2 separate regions of the Sus scrofa genome follow, and region 2 is linked to region 1. A link is a contact called in public promoter capture Hi-C data. All regions are on one chromosome and are shown on one strand. The core of a region is the stretch at or near the end of the contact, and the rest is flanking DNA. Distances in the headings are between cores, read along the strand shown. Region 1 holds the start of SZRD1 (SUZ domain-containing protein 1). Region 2 holds the start of SDHB (succinate dehydrogenase complex iron sulfur subunit B).

Evidence for each region. Promoter capture Hi-C pulls out the DNA fragments that hold promoters and counts their contacts.
Region 2: a contact with region 1 is called in a promoter capture Hi-C map of liver, with 2.4 times the contacts expected there. The contact joins the promoter of SDHB here to the promoter of SZRD1 in region 1. A contact is called at or near these places in 1 of 5 promoter capture datasets (liver), 6 of 47 Hi-C or Micro-C datasets (embryonic fibroblasts, heart right ventricle, liver and 1 more) and 1 of 2 datasets of contacts at active chromatin or transcription factors (alveolar macrophages).

Annotation. Positions count from the first base shown.
Region 1 is chr6:75,457,233-75,460,940 of Sscrofa11.1, reverse strand. It overlaps SZRD1 (SUZ domain-containing protein 1), which reads right to left and starts at 1,817. Exons shown (of 4, transcript XM_005665044.3): 1 at 1,696-1,817. The coding sequence starts at 1,746. It overlaps LOC100522143 (a long non-coding RNA gene), which reads left to right and starts at 1,984. Exons shown (of 2, transcript XR_303959.3): 1 at 1,984-2,868. LOC110255192 (a long non-coding RNA gene) reads right to left here and starts at 1,239. Exons shown (of 2, transcript XR_002344914.1): 1 at 1,163-1,239.
Region 2 is chr6:75,675,959-75,679,666 of Sscrofa11.1, reverse strand. SDHB (succinate dehydrogenase complex iron sulfur subunit B) reads left to right here and starts at 1,556. Exons shown (of 8, transcript NM_001104953.1): 1 at 1,556-1,627. The coding sequence starts at 1,556.

The DNA.
Region 1 (3,708 bases), core at 568-3,067:
TCCTCAGTTTCTGAACCCTACATTCATTTTTGTTCTTCTCATTTTCTTCTTCTTTAATGTCAGAAACTTATGTCCCTTTGAAACAAGTGAGAAAAAAACAAAGAAAGGACAAGATGCTCAAGAAACTTATCATTTGAGTCATTCCAACTGTAAACCAAACTTTTTTGCAGGGAGCAGCATGAAGGGTCCTGAATGATTCACTCACACCTGTGGCAGGCGCCAATAAACGCCTCTGGCAGAGATTGTGAATTCTCTAGCACAAAATTACTGCTAAGCACTCTGTCTAGCACATGGCAGACCTCCTAAATGTTTGTTGATTGAAAAATACCTAGCTGACACCTGTTGCCCTCTATAAAATCTTTCGATTGCTCTCCCTACTCAAGCCACAAATCCAAGAAAGATGGCTGGCCCGTAAGAACTATACAAAATACCTCCTGAACGAAATCAATTCTTCAAATCCTCAATCATGCTAAGTGGGGAAAAAAACACCTTGAGAGAAATGCTTGAACCACCACCAGCAAAAACTTCAAAGTCAAAATTTCAACATTAAGGGAATGTTAAGGGAGTGCATCCATTTCTTGGTCTCTTCAAGCGCTGACAAGCACCCTCAAAGGAGCTTGATGAAAAAAACAAAAACAAAACCCACCTTCTGTTGTTCTATTCCGGTAACACTCGGCTCTCCACGCCCTACTCCCGACACATAAACCTTCAAGGTGGATGTCACTCGAGCCAGAACTGAACAATGAACACGAGGAGGACAAAACCAAAAAGACATCTCCCCACCTTCACAAGGATCACCACAGAACCGCAAACTCTGAGAAAACCAAATTAAACGCGAACCTAATAGAACTGACTATTCCGGCTTGAAACAGAGTATGTTTCCTACAGCTTGTGGAGGCAAACAAAACTCCGAAAAGCAAAGTCGAACGGTCCATTTCTCCCCTCCCTTCCCAGGAATGCAGCTACTTTACATATCACACCCCTCCCCCCTCGACCCCGGCAATCACTCTGCGAGACCCTTCCCCGGTGATCGGATCGTTGGGTGCGCCTCGGGGAGAAAGGCTGGCCGCTAGGCTTTCGGTTGTTCCGGCAGGGTCCCCGGGAGACCAGCCTGCCAGAGCGCTCAGTAAAATTAAAAGAGGAAAAACCCAGACTCGCCCACCGTGGCGGATGACGCAAAGCGGTGGGGGATTTTAGCATGCCCAGAAATGACTCGATTTCCTCTTGCTCTTCTCCGGGGCCAGATTTGCCTCCTGGGTCCGCGCATTCCCTCCCCCCACCCCCCGCCCCCGCCAAGTGGTGTGTCGCTCCTAGTCGGAGCACATGAACTTTAAAATGGTGCTTTGCACAGGGGACCGACAGGGAAAAGAGGAGTCGGGTCAAAGGCGCCTGGGGCGGGCTAGCGGGCGCCAGGAAAAGAGGTCCTAGTGGCGGGTGGGGCGCCCCGGATGACGCGCACGCCGGTAGGGAGTAGGGAGTGGAAGGAAGAGCACCAGGCAAAAGTGCAGGGAGAAATGGAACGTGGCCCCTTTAAGAGGCCTTCACCGAGCTCAGGAACCGGGGGCCTCTCCTTCACCCCCGGCCCGGCGTGTGGGGCCCTTCCTCAGGGAGAACCATCCCCAGACCCGCTCCCCCGAGGCTTTCCTCACGCCAGGTCCCGCCCGGCCCAGCCCCGGGGCGGCGGCTCCTCCTTACCCCGCTGTCTGCCGCCTCCTCCCAGCTCTCAGCGACCTCCTCATCTTCCATCTTACTCGCCGCTTTCCCTCCTCCCCCACCCCCTCCCCGCGCCTGCGTCCTGAAGCGCGCCTTGGTCGCGGGCGCCGGCACGCAGGGCTTTGCTCAATGAACCCCGCCCCCTGTCAAGCCCGGAAGAGGCTCCAGGCCAAGGCCCAGGAACGTCAAGGAAGCCATCTTGGAAAAGGGAAAGCATAAAGTTGCCATTTTTCTTAAGGGCAATGTGTCATTTCTCTTGCCGAATGGGAGTCCCTGTGAAGTCATCCTCTTTAGTATGGGAAGTGTGTTCTTTAGAACCATCTTTTCCAAGGGCAGGAAATTACTCTTTTTTTTCTTTTAAGGTGTAGTTTCCTAAGCTGCAGATTATGGTTTTTTCCAAAATTTTGAAAACATATGTATACCTCGACAAAGTGAAATAGCGGACATAACACTGTCCAGTTTAAACTGGTTTTGACTCCTTAAATAGGTTGTTGATTAATCAGACTTTGAGGTATTTTATAGAGGCAGCACTGCTCATGTGCGAGATGGGAACTCTTGTTTCCAGGAGGACCCCGGAACTAAGAATCTTCAGTTTAGGGAACTCAAATAGAAATGTTGCCCCCGGAATCCTTTACCAGGCGTAGCAAGAAGTCTTTTGTGGAGGAAAATCCGGTTTCCAGCCCCCCACCGTACCTTGCTTACCATATATGGACTGCTTTGAAAACTAGCCAATCAACTTGTGCCAACTTTGAAATTTCCCTAACCCTTAAATTTTGCCCCAAACCCTGGCTGGGACGGGGGAGACAGATTTGAGCCCTGCCTCCTGCCTCCTTATTGCTACCTCGCAATAAAGCTCTTTCTTTTCTCAAAAGTTGGTGCCGTAGTATTGGCTTCTAAGGGCGCCAGGCAGTGAACATGGTCCGTTCTGGTAAGAATTTCTGGCGACGGTGAAGGGACCAAGGTCTTGCGATCGCCTGTCTGAGGCACTGTAGCCCCCGGCTGGGTGTAGGCCCTCGCCACCGACCCTGAGTGGCCACCTAGACTGAATTTGTCTAGAGGCTTGGCTGTCGGGTTCCTGCTTCCCGCCGCTGCGGCGCTCCAGGCTTCTCTACGTTACTCACTTTTGGGGAAAGAAACAGCTCCTGGATCTTTTGGGTGAGTAACCTCGTTTAACTGCGCTTGTGCCTAAATTGTTTAATATAATTTCACCAGGATTGTGGGTTAGACTCACAATCCCTATACTGTCTAAGGGAGACAGTATAAAAGGTTACAGCGGCTGAGGTACTCAAAAGATCGGGTTTAGAGTCCCAGGCCTTTGGATTTGTCTAACTATTTTGTTTATTAGGAATTGGGGTTAACTATTGGATGACCACAGCCACACTTCTAATATATCTGTTTTATGTCATTTTGCTGTGGTCATCCTGAGAAAAAAACCCTTTCAAAATGGGGAATTATGACAGTATACCTGACGGCAGTCCCTTGAAAAGTGTTCTTCAAGGTTGGTCACTGTATAGCTCTAAGTCTATGAAAAAGAAGAAAATGATTTCCTTTTGTAACCATGTCTGGCCCAAATATCAATTGGAATCTGGGGAAAAATGGCCCAAGAATGGGTCTTTGAACTATAATACTATTACACAGTTGGACTCATTTTGTAAGAGAGAGAAAAAATGGGGCGAAATTCCATATGTAGAATCATTTATGTCTTTATATAAGAGGATAAATTTGCATATGACCTTTAAAATGATGGTTCAGAAGGTTGAACCTCAGAAAAAGCCCGTTTTACCCGAGTCAAAGCCTGAAGGTGTTCCAGTACTGCCTCTGCGGGCGCCTGGTGCGGTAGCCCATCCCTCAGCACCACCTCTTCCCATAGCCCCTCTCTCCGCACCTCTTCCGGTAGCCCCTCCCTCAGCACCTCTTGAAGTTCCCGTGACTTCTGACGGGGCTCTTCCTGCAGGCGGTGCTAAGGCTTCTACCAGTCCTCCTAGGGTGGCTGAT
Region 2 (3,708 bases), core at 307-2,806, 220 kb before region 1:
AGGCCAGGGATGGAACCTGCAACCTCATGGCTCCTAGTCGGATTCGTTAACCACTGCACCACGACGGGAACTCCTAACCTCAATTCTTTTAAAAGGTGACTTTTATATGTCGAAAACAAGTGGGCAGGAATTCCCTCCGTGGCTCATGGGGATTGGCAGCATCTCTGGAGTCCTGGGACACAGGTTCAATCCCCAGCCCGGCACAGTGGGTTAAGGATCCAGCACTGCTGCAGCGTAGGTCACGTCTGTGGCTCAAATCTGATCCTTGGCCAGGGATGCTATGGGGAGGCCTAAAAAACAAAAACAAAAACAAAACAAAAGCAAGTGGGCCAAGAAGGGAAAACATCATCCTGGGAGATACAGGGAACTGCAAAGTTAGCTAACTACATAAACTGCCAGAGCTGACTGAAGAGACTGAGACAGGAAGGACAAAAGCCACACCTGCCCAGGTAATTGAGTTCCCAGAGTGAGGTGGGCTCTGAGATAACCCATGCAGAGGTCTGGATAAAGCAGCTGATATGACTGAAATAGAAAGTTAAGGAGCTTCTGTCATGGCTCAGTAGTTAACAAATCCAATAAGGAACCATGAGGTTGTGGGTTCGATCCCTGGCCTTGCTCAGTAGGTTGAAGATCCCGCGTTGCCGTGAGCTGTGGTGTAGGTTGCAGATGCGGCTCAGACCCCTAGCTTGGGAACCTCCACATGCCGCGGGTGCGGCCCTAAAACAGGCAAAGTCAAAAAAGAAAAAAAAGAAAGAAGAAAAGTTAAAATACGCACACCTCTTTCATAAAAAGACTGCTTTGAGTATTAAGATGAATCATAATGCTTGGCACATAGTAGGTGTTCAAGAAATGGTTTCTAACGCTAACTGACTGATTGAGCCATCCTGGGTTCCCTTCTCGCTCCTCTTTTACAGAACAGAACTTACCGTATTACAATTGTCTGGTAAGTTTGGTGAGGGCGGCACCGGTGCCCGGCTTGCTCACGCACTGTAGTACCCAGCACCTGGCACATAGTGGTGCTCCATACGTATTTTTGAATGAATGACACCTTTGCCCTTGATCGTTGAAGTCCCCTCGGACTCCAACATTCCTGATTTGCCCCGGACTGAGGGGTTTCTTGGGAGGCAGCAGTGCTGAAACCCGGTCAGTCTCGGGCAAACCGCAGTTGAGTGACATGATAGATAAATTTTCAGGAAGAAAGGGGTTAAAAATCGGGAGAGGACGAAGATCGAATGGCTCCGCCCACTTAGGCTGTAGCCCCACCCCTTACCACGGCCCTCCCTCCCTGGCTCCGCCCCTTCCTCTGGGAAGGTCACCTTCGAACGCGGGAGACTAAGTGGGCATGCGTCCGGCCCACGGCAACTACGCCCGTTCTTGCAGGCTTTCTCCGCCTTCCCTCCACCCACTCGGGAAACCGGAAGCCACCTCCCACTCGGTGGTTCTGAGCAGCTAGCGGGTCCTCGGTGGACGCTGGCTCGGCGCCGCGGTGCTCGGTGGGACAGCGGCGGAGAGTGCCCTCGGGGTGAAGGGGTGGGGCTCGACGTCAGAAACCAAAATGGCGGCGGTGGTCGCGGTCTCCTTGAAACGCTGGTTCCCGGCCACAACCCTTGGCGGAGCCTGCCTGCAGGTGAGCACCCGCCCCGGGCGGAGGGGGCGAGCCAGGCATGAAGGTCACGGAGACGGCTTGCAGTGGGGAGGGCAGCGGAAGGGCTGAGGGAGCACAGGGCCAGGCCTCGAGGAGGACAACCCGCTCCCACCCGCGCAGTGCTCTAACTCTGGTCGGGAGCGTTCCTGCCGGTTATCTTTCTGCACCTTTCTGCAGCCCGTGAATTGGTCAGGGCGGAGAGGGTTTTTTAGACACAAGAAAGAGAAGTTCGGAGAGGGAACTGGAATTGCCCAAGGTCACATGGCGAGCGAGTGTCTGTTGGGAAGCATAATTCGAATCCGACCATTTGGCCTCCGAGCCCTTTTTCTGACTCCTTTGGGAAAGACAGACCTGCCGGAGCGCTAAGGATAAAACTGGGAGGCGAGGTCACTCCTCCAGGGTGCTCAGTAAAGAGGGAAAGGGCGGGTGAATTGTTGGGGCCAAGGGAACAGAAAAATGGAAGGTAATCCGCTTGATGCCCTGAGGATATGAGTCTTCGTAAAGCAGAGTCATCCGCTCTGAATCTCTACCTGTAAAGGGCGTACCGACCTTATCGAGCTTGGCACTGCTCTTATTTACGTTCTTCAGGGTGCATCCCTTGAGTTGTCAGGAAGCTACACACTTGTGATCTGCATTCAAAATGGGAGGAAGGGAAATTGCCATCGCAATTTGTGTATGTAAATCCCTTTCAAATCTTTTTCGTCCTTTGGGCTCCTGAAAAAACCCTGTAAGATGGACAAGCAGGAATTCTTACCTCCATTTTAGAGTTTGGAAAACTGAGGCCTCAGAAAGTGGTGTTTTGGGTTTTTTTGTGTTTGTTTTTTTACTTGTTCAAAATATCACAGCCAAGAATGGGTTGATCCAGGACCAGACCCCAGTGTTTTGATCTTTGTATGTGAAAAACTCCTAGCATAGATCTGCCCACAATAGAGGTACAAGAATTATGAATTCCCCTCCTCTTCCTGCACCTCCATGAGAACATATTCGCTGGCATATGGCCAGTCTTCTAACACCAGCTCTTTGCAATATGCTCTATGTGAACTCAGACAGGTCATCTCGCAGCCTTCTGAGAAGTAGGGCTGGGGATGAAAACTGCCTACCAGCATCTTAAGCTGAGCGTTAAATTGGTGATTGATAATGACCTTGTTTACAGCTCTTTTATACTTGCTGAGCAAGCAGTTAGGTTGTGAGAGTCCCACCAATGAGAGTGCATTCTGAAGCTCAGGTCCCTCCTCCAAGAATGAATTACAGAGAAAGTTGGTTTCATAGGTCAGTGTTGTAATTCCAGGTGAAGCCACTGTAGGGCCTCCTGAGGGCAAAGAAAATAAATTACACTCACACCCCCGTGTAGGAAAATATATTCACATCCATAAATAGTGACATCATCATAATCCACCTGAATAGAATCCGTAATGAGCTTGGTGTACTACTTTCGGGTATACTCTGGTTCCTAAGAGTCTAGGACACAGTGGGAGATCTCTTCTGAATTCCTCATGCTTTTGTTTGTACCACTGAACCACAGTTCTGCCTGTGAGTATTGAACTGTAGTGTATTAACTGTTGTTTATGTTGCCTCATTTCTTCCTCTAGACTGTGTACTCCCCAAGGGCAAATACCACAGACTTTCAGTTGTGTGTCTCATTGCCTCTAGAGCTGACGGGGCTTGCTATACCCATCTGCCAATTAGAATAATGCAAGAACAGGAGTTCCCGTCGTGGCGCAGTGGGAACAAATCCCGACTAGGAACCATGAGGTTGCAGGTTCAATCTCTGGCCTCGCTCAGTGGGTTAAGGATCTGGCATTGCTGTGAGCTGTGATGTAGATCGCAAACGCAGCTTGGATCCTGCATGGCTATGGCTGTGGCCCAACTGTAGCTCCTCCTAGCCTGGAAACCTCCATATGTCCCAGGTGCAGCCCTAAAAAGAAAAAAAAAAAAAAAAAGAATAATGCAAGAATGGATATGGTTGCCAATGTGGAAGAGCAGAAATTATTTTCTGAGCAATGCCAGAAACTTGGCCCTCCTGTTAATCCTATGAGGTAGATTTTAATACCCACTACTTTCTT